Regions from separate parts of the Hordeum vulgare genome. Here region 2 is linked to region 1. Evidence: chromatin contacts called from public Hi-C data. All regions are on one chromosome and are shown on one strand. The core of a region is the stretch at or near the end of the contact, and the rest is flanking DNA. Distances in the headings are between cores, read along the strand shown. Region 1 holds the start of LOC123398266 (brassinosteroid LRR receptor kinase BRL1-like). Region 2 overlaps LOC123399801 (bifunctional aspartokinase/homoserine dehydrogenase 2, chloroplastic).

Region 1 (2,949 bases), core at 189-2,688:
TCGCAGGGACGACGTGAACGGGAACCCGCCGCCGGCGAGGGCGTTCCTCGACAGGTTCAGGGACCGCAGCGCGCCGCAGGACGCCAGGAACGCCGGGGGCAGCGTCCCGTTGAAGGCGTTCGACGATATGTCCACCTCCACGAGCGCGCACGACGACGACGGCGGCGGCGCGTGCGAGAGGTTGCCGTAGAAGGCATTGCCGCGCAGGTCGAGACGCTGCAGCGCCGGGAGCGCGAAGAGCGCGCCGAACCGAAGGTCGCCGGCGAGGTCCATGCCGCTGAGGTTGACGGCGACGACCCGGCCGTCGAGCGGCGGCGCGCACAAGACGCCGGTCCACGAGCAGGGCGCCGTGGAGTTTGCGGCGGCCCCGGACGCCCAGCTCGTGAGAGCGCCGCGCGGGTCGTCCACCACGGACGCGCGCCTGAAGGCGAGCAGCGCCGCCGCCTCGCCGGCTTCGGCAATGGCGGGCGCCAGCAGCCGGAGCAGCACGAGCAAGAAGAAGAAGAAGGCCGCCGTGAAGGGCGGGGAGGACGACATGGCTTCGAGTCCTCCGGGTCAATTTGCAGCCGTCGATTCTTGCAAGGAGGAAAACGGAGATGCCGGCGGCGGCGGTGGCCGTTGTGTGCTTTCGAGATGTTGGGTGGGCTTCACATGTCGATGGAGAAGATTTGGGTCGCGATATCCCTGCAAATTCGCCGGAATTTGAGCTCATCGGCTACGGAAACAAACTCCACACCCAAATTGGCAGCACAATTTGCTCGTGCACATACGAAGAACAGAAAAAGAGAAGGCAAGGAATCTTGGTAGGGGAAAGCACGCAAGAACAACCGGAGCAAATGCAAAATTCCTTGGCCAAATTCAACACACTAAACCCCCAAAACCCAAAACGTGATAGAACCCATGAAACGAATCCTAGTACTAAGAAACAAGCTCCAATTCGGACGCGAAACACAAACATGTTGCAAGCAACCCGGCCAAAAAAAAAAGTCCAATTTCAAGCTTCAAACCACCAAAAACCCAGCCAAAACATTGGCTGCAACGAAGCCAAGAAGCAGCATAATAAAAGGGAAGATTAGGAGAGCCGCGCACCTTGGCCAGGAGCAGAAGTACGGCGCCTGAAGCAGAAACCTCATCAAGAAAGAAAGAAAGAAACGGAGGAAGAAATCCCACAGGCTGAGAAGAGGTGGTTTGGAGCAGAATCTAGCGGCCGCGGGAATCGCAGGCCAGGACAAGGGAAGAAGATTAGACGAGGGAGAAGCAGAAGCAGAAGCAGAGGAAGCACACACAGGCCTACGCTTGGCTATTTAAGTAGGGGAGATGTAGAGAGAGAGAGAGACGGAGCTCCGCTCCGGCGCGGAGGCAGGCTACTACCCAACCGCCATTAGTTTAGCAGCCTCCACGGGGCTTGTTTGCTTGCGACGGCAATTTCGCCCGAAAAGAAGGGGGGCGCCGAGTTGTTTATTCGCGCCGCGGGAGAAGGGGGCGCGTTTCCAAGGGTGAGTAAATATTAATCGGCCTCGCCGAGGGGCTGCATGGAAATACGTAGCAGTTTGGGTGCTCGAAATGCTCACTTTTATTTTCTCTTCTTTATTTCTTTCCCACCCACGGGGGGTGTGGGGGTCTCGGCTCAGCGTCCGAGCGAGCGAGTCGGGTCAAAGTTGGGATTTGATTCCCCCGAGCGAGCGAGCCCGGCTTTTGGGCATCATCTCCTGCTCCCAAGCACGTTGGGGCACCAGGGGTTCCGAATCTGTGGCGGCATTTTGGAGGGGAAAAGAATCCTGCGTTTCTGAATGGAACTTTTACTGGTGCTTCTCCATGTATCGGCCTCTTTGATTCGGTAGAAATTGTAACGTTTTTTGTAGGATCAGAGTTCCTAGGGACTTTTGCTACGTTGTTGCCTTATTTGTACATTGGATCCCTCGATGTATTACTTTTGGGATGCTTTGTACTTCTTGTGAATTCTTATGTTCGAATTATTATCGCAAAAATCAAAATCTTATATGGACTTTTTTTGTACGAATTCTTTGCACTACGTTTTACAGGGAATACAATCATGTAGTCAATTTATCTGTTTTTCTTTGGGTGCAACTAAATGAACTTTAATGCAAACAAAATCTGCTAGCGTTGGATTTAACATTGCAATTTTGGCTTCTTCTTTTTTGCATTTTTCAAATCTAGGGAATCAAAAGGATAGGGACGGTTCTTTTCGCAGCTTAAACAGTAAGCCGCCCCTTTTCTAGCTTTTCCCACAGGGGCTTCTAAACCAATTATGAAATAATTAATTTAGAAGTCTCAACAAACTTAGAAGAGAGCTTATTTTTTAAATTGGTTTCACATAAATTTTTATGTCTAGTTTCATGAGAATTTCTATGCCTGGAAACAATAATTCCTATATCTGGTGGGATGCCTCAGCGTGCCGCAGAATGCTTAGGAGACATTATGTTCTTCTCCCGTTGTCTCTCAGTTCCTACGTTGATGCTCTAGAGTATGGATATGCGGCGATCATGGAGGGCCTTTCCCAAGCGTCACAATGCTCACCGCTTCCCGTTACCATGGACTTGGACTAGCTCGAGGCGGAGAAGTCCATCTTTTGTGAGTGTGGATAGTTTTCATCACATAATGCTAGTCGAAGAGGTGAAGTTTATGTTTCAAGAGGGAAGGAAGATACGTGTTGCACATCAGTCGAATTCAGAACATTGTTAGTCATTTCCTTGCTAATTATGGTAGGTTTGAGCCATGTACGACGGATTTTGTCCGATCCCCCATCTATGTAAAGATGATTACCACATGATGGAGTAATGTAACTTTTTTTCATGCAAAATAAATGACAAGAATTCCAGCGTTCACTCAAACCTATTTTGTATGCTCGTTTGAGTAAACCATTTCCATAATGAATAGAAATATCCTTATCCTACGATCATATAAGCATGGTATAGTAACTATAAGTTT
Region 2 (2,949 bases), core at 218-2,717, 430 kb after region 1:
TGCTATTTTTGTTACTTATTACTTGTTACGAAATTATCTATCATTGTTATTCACAGAATTTGTAAAGAATACCTTGCCGAAAACTACTTATCATTTTCTTCTCCTCCTCGTTGGGTTCGGCACTCTTACTTATAGACTATGCCTCTCGCAGAAGAGGGAAACAAAGAAGTGCGGTTTTTTGAGAGACGGGATTGTGTCTTTCGTAGTAGCAAATCTGTGTATCCACGAGAAGCGAATCTATGTCTCTCTCGAAAGATAAAGAAAATCATTTTCTGAGAGGCATGACCGTGTCTCTCGCGGAAGCAAATTTGTGCCACCACGGAAAGCAAATATATGCCTCTCGCGGAAGGGAGGAATGCGTTTTATTTTCCTTTTCCTAGAGACACGACTGTGTCTTTCGCGATGGCAAATCCGTGTCTCTCGCAGGAGAAAAAACACCATTTTTTATTTAAAAAAGCTGTTCCAAATCCTAGGGAAACCAAAACAGGGGAAAAAATCTTAAAGCCTAAAATGCATAAAAAGGAAAAAATCCAAAAAAAAAACAAATGGTGTGTTTTCGGTGTGACCCTTGGAGAGGCTCAGCTAAGCGCTCCTAGTTGACGCATTTTGCGCCAAACAGCCCCCTGACGCACGCAGTGAACCCAGACTGGGTCGGCCCATGATGTAGCGATCGCGTCCGTGCTGCTGGGCCAGCACACCTTCTGCTCGTCCCCAACTGGGCCGGCCAAATTATTTTTTAGTTTCAAAAAATCTAAAAATTGTTTTTCCATTTTTTTCAAATTCTGGAATATTTTTCAAATTTCGGAACAGTTTTTCAAATTTCGATACATTTAAAAAAAATCGAAACATTTTGATAAAAAATCCAGAACATTTTTTCAAATTTTGGAACATTTTTTAAAATTATGGAACGCTTTTTAAAAATGAACATTTTTTCAAATTCTGGAACATTTTTTTGAAATTCTTGAACAACTTTTCAAATTCTGGAACTTTTTAAAATTCCAGAACATTTTTCAAATTCCGGAAAAAAAATTCAAATTCCGAAACAGATTCCAAATTGTGGAGCATTTCTTCAAATTCCAAACCATTTCTTTAAATTTCGAAACATTTTTTCAAATTCCGGAACATTTTTTGAAAATCCAAAACATTTTAGAAACAGAAACAAAAAAGAATAAATAAAAAAGGAAAGAAAAAACGTTTCAGGGAATCTTCTAGAAAGTTCCCAAAATCAGAAAAAATCGACTGGAAACCTCTAGAAGGTTCCTAAAACCGGGATCGGTGAAAGTGCTAACGGAGCGGCCCAAACCTCTTCGTTGCTTGCATTTCTTGTGCGTTTGCCCGCCTATTCGAAGCAAAGGGTTTTCCGGCTCAGCTCCCAAGCAGGCGTTGTTGGGTCGCAGCCCGCCTGGGACGCACGTGAGCGCCATCCCACTTTTCCGGTGTTGAAGGCGTAGAATAGGAGGTCTCTTCACTAGGTACCCATCCTAAAAAAAAAAAACCTAGTTTGCTCCACTCTTTATCAGGCCTCCATTTGCTGTAGCTGTCGGCTCATGTGGCTCTTGTATACTTTTGAGGTCAGTTTTATTTGTGTTGTTTAATTTACAGAATAGTAGCTTTTAGGCACGAAGAAAATGAGGGTAAGCAAGTTAACTCACCTCCCCCACTCGCAGTTACAGATATTTGATTATATATCTCTATCTAAAACGCAGAGCTAGCACTTGCTTGCATTAAGTTGAAAAGGCCAATAGCAAAACACCAAGGCCGTCAGTTGTAGAAGAGGCATTCCCTTTTTTATTATTGCACTGATAATTCGGTAACAGTTCTGCCATGGGTGGCAAACAAAACAAAACAAAACACCTGATCCCTACACCCCCTACCAAGGAACAGCACACTGGCAAACAAAACAAAACATCTTATTTGTTTTCCTCGCAAGTATTCAGAACAAAAGACTACCAAGTCCAATATTGTGCAAGAAGGGTACAAGTTGCCGGCCATCTACCTCAGAAAATCTATCAATACAGTCACAGATATCTATGAGGGGGCGCCGAGGTAGGACGCCAGCCGCAGGATGTCGCAGAAGACGCCTCCGGCAGTCACCTCCGCGCCCGCGCCTGGCCCGCGCACGATCAGTGGCTGCTCCTTGTACCTCGAAGTAGTGAAGGCGATGATGTTGTCGGATCCAGATAGCTGAGCGAATGGGTGGTCTCTCTTGTACCTCTGCAGTTCTACCCTTCCCTTCCCGTTCAGCACGTCCACCACTCCGACGTACCGCAGTACCTTCAGGTTAAAAAAACTCAATCACCTCTACTCAATAAATTTTGGAGAACATCCAGAGTAGATGGAATGCAGTGGGCAATTTAGATTTGGGAATTTGAACAATTCTGGTTATAGTCACATGCTACGAGTTGAATCAAACATGGGGGCTTCAAGAAAGTGGAACAGGTTTTACTCACTTCGCCTGCAGCCTCAGCCTCATGGCGCTGTCTGGCCCAATCCTGGTCAAATGATGGTAGCTTTTGCATGAATTCATTTGGCGACGAGCATGACTGCATGGCGAACCCAGTTAGCAAGTGTAAAGCTGTAAATGCGTAACAAGGTATTGGCTATTATGAATAAGACTTAACCAGTCCTTACCTTAAGTGCCTCTGGCACAAGGCTCTCTACCGGGATATCTGAAAGCTCAAGTCTCAAACCAGACTCCCTTGCAAGGATAATGACCTGCTCATCCAAACCAAAAGGCAACAAATTTTGATGAACAATTAACAAAAAAAATAATGGAAAACATAAGTTTCTAAAGACTGGGACAAAGTCCAAATTATTAACCCAGTATGTTTTTCTTTCATTTTGCCTAAGGATGATGTGGTGCTAGCCGATGATAGCCGAAGGGGGGTTAATAGAAAGTTAGAGTTATGAAGGCGGACTCTAGAATCGAAAGGTTTTAGGCTTAGTAGA

The links. A called contact is a pair of places that touch in the nucleus more often than the background predicts.
Region 2: a contact with region 1 is called in a Hi-C map of seedling, with 4 times the contacts expected there. The contact joins the enhancer-like site here to the promoter of LOC123398266 in region 1. A contact is called at or near these places in 2 of 6 Hi-C or Micro-C datasets (leaf and seedling).

The regions. Positions count from the first base shown.
Region 1 is chr5H:378,295,989-378,298,937 of MorexV3_pseudomolecules_assembly, forward strand. It overlaps LOC123398266 (brassinosteroid LRR receptor kinase BRL1-like), which reads right to left and starts at 1,439. Exons shown (of 2, transcript XM_045092754.1): 1 at 1,090-1,439; 2 at 1-684. The coding sequence starts at 537.
Region 2 is chr5H:378,723,149-378,726,097 of MorexV3_pseudomolecules_assembly, forward strand. LOC123399801 (bifunctional aspartokinase/homoserine dehydrogenase 2, chloroplastic) reads right to left here. Exons shown (of 19, transcript XM_045094183.1): 17 at 2,632-2,715; 18 at 2,451-2,543; 19 at 1,766-2,274. The coding sequence ends at 2,029. Among protein-coding and RNA genes, the nearest start is that of LOC123399801, 20 kb to the right of the region's middle. Within about 2 kb of position 1,468, at least 3 of the 3 cell types and tissues checked have open chromatin away from gene starts, as enhancers often do. A contact at or near this core is called in leaf and seedling, where this site is marked.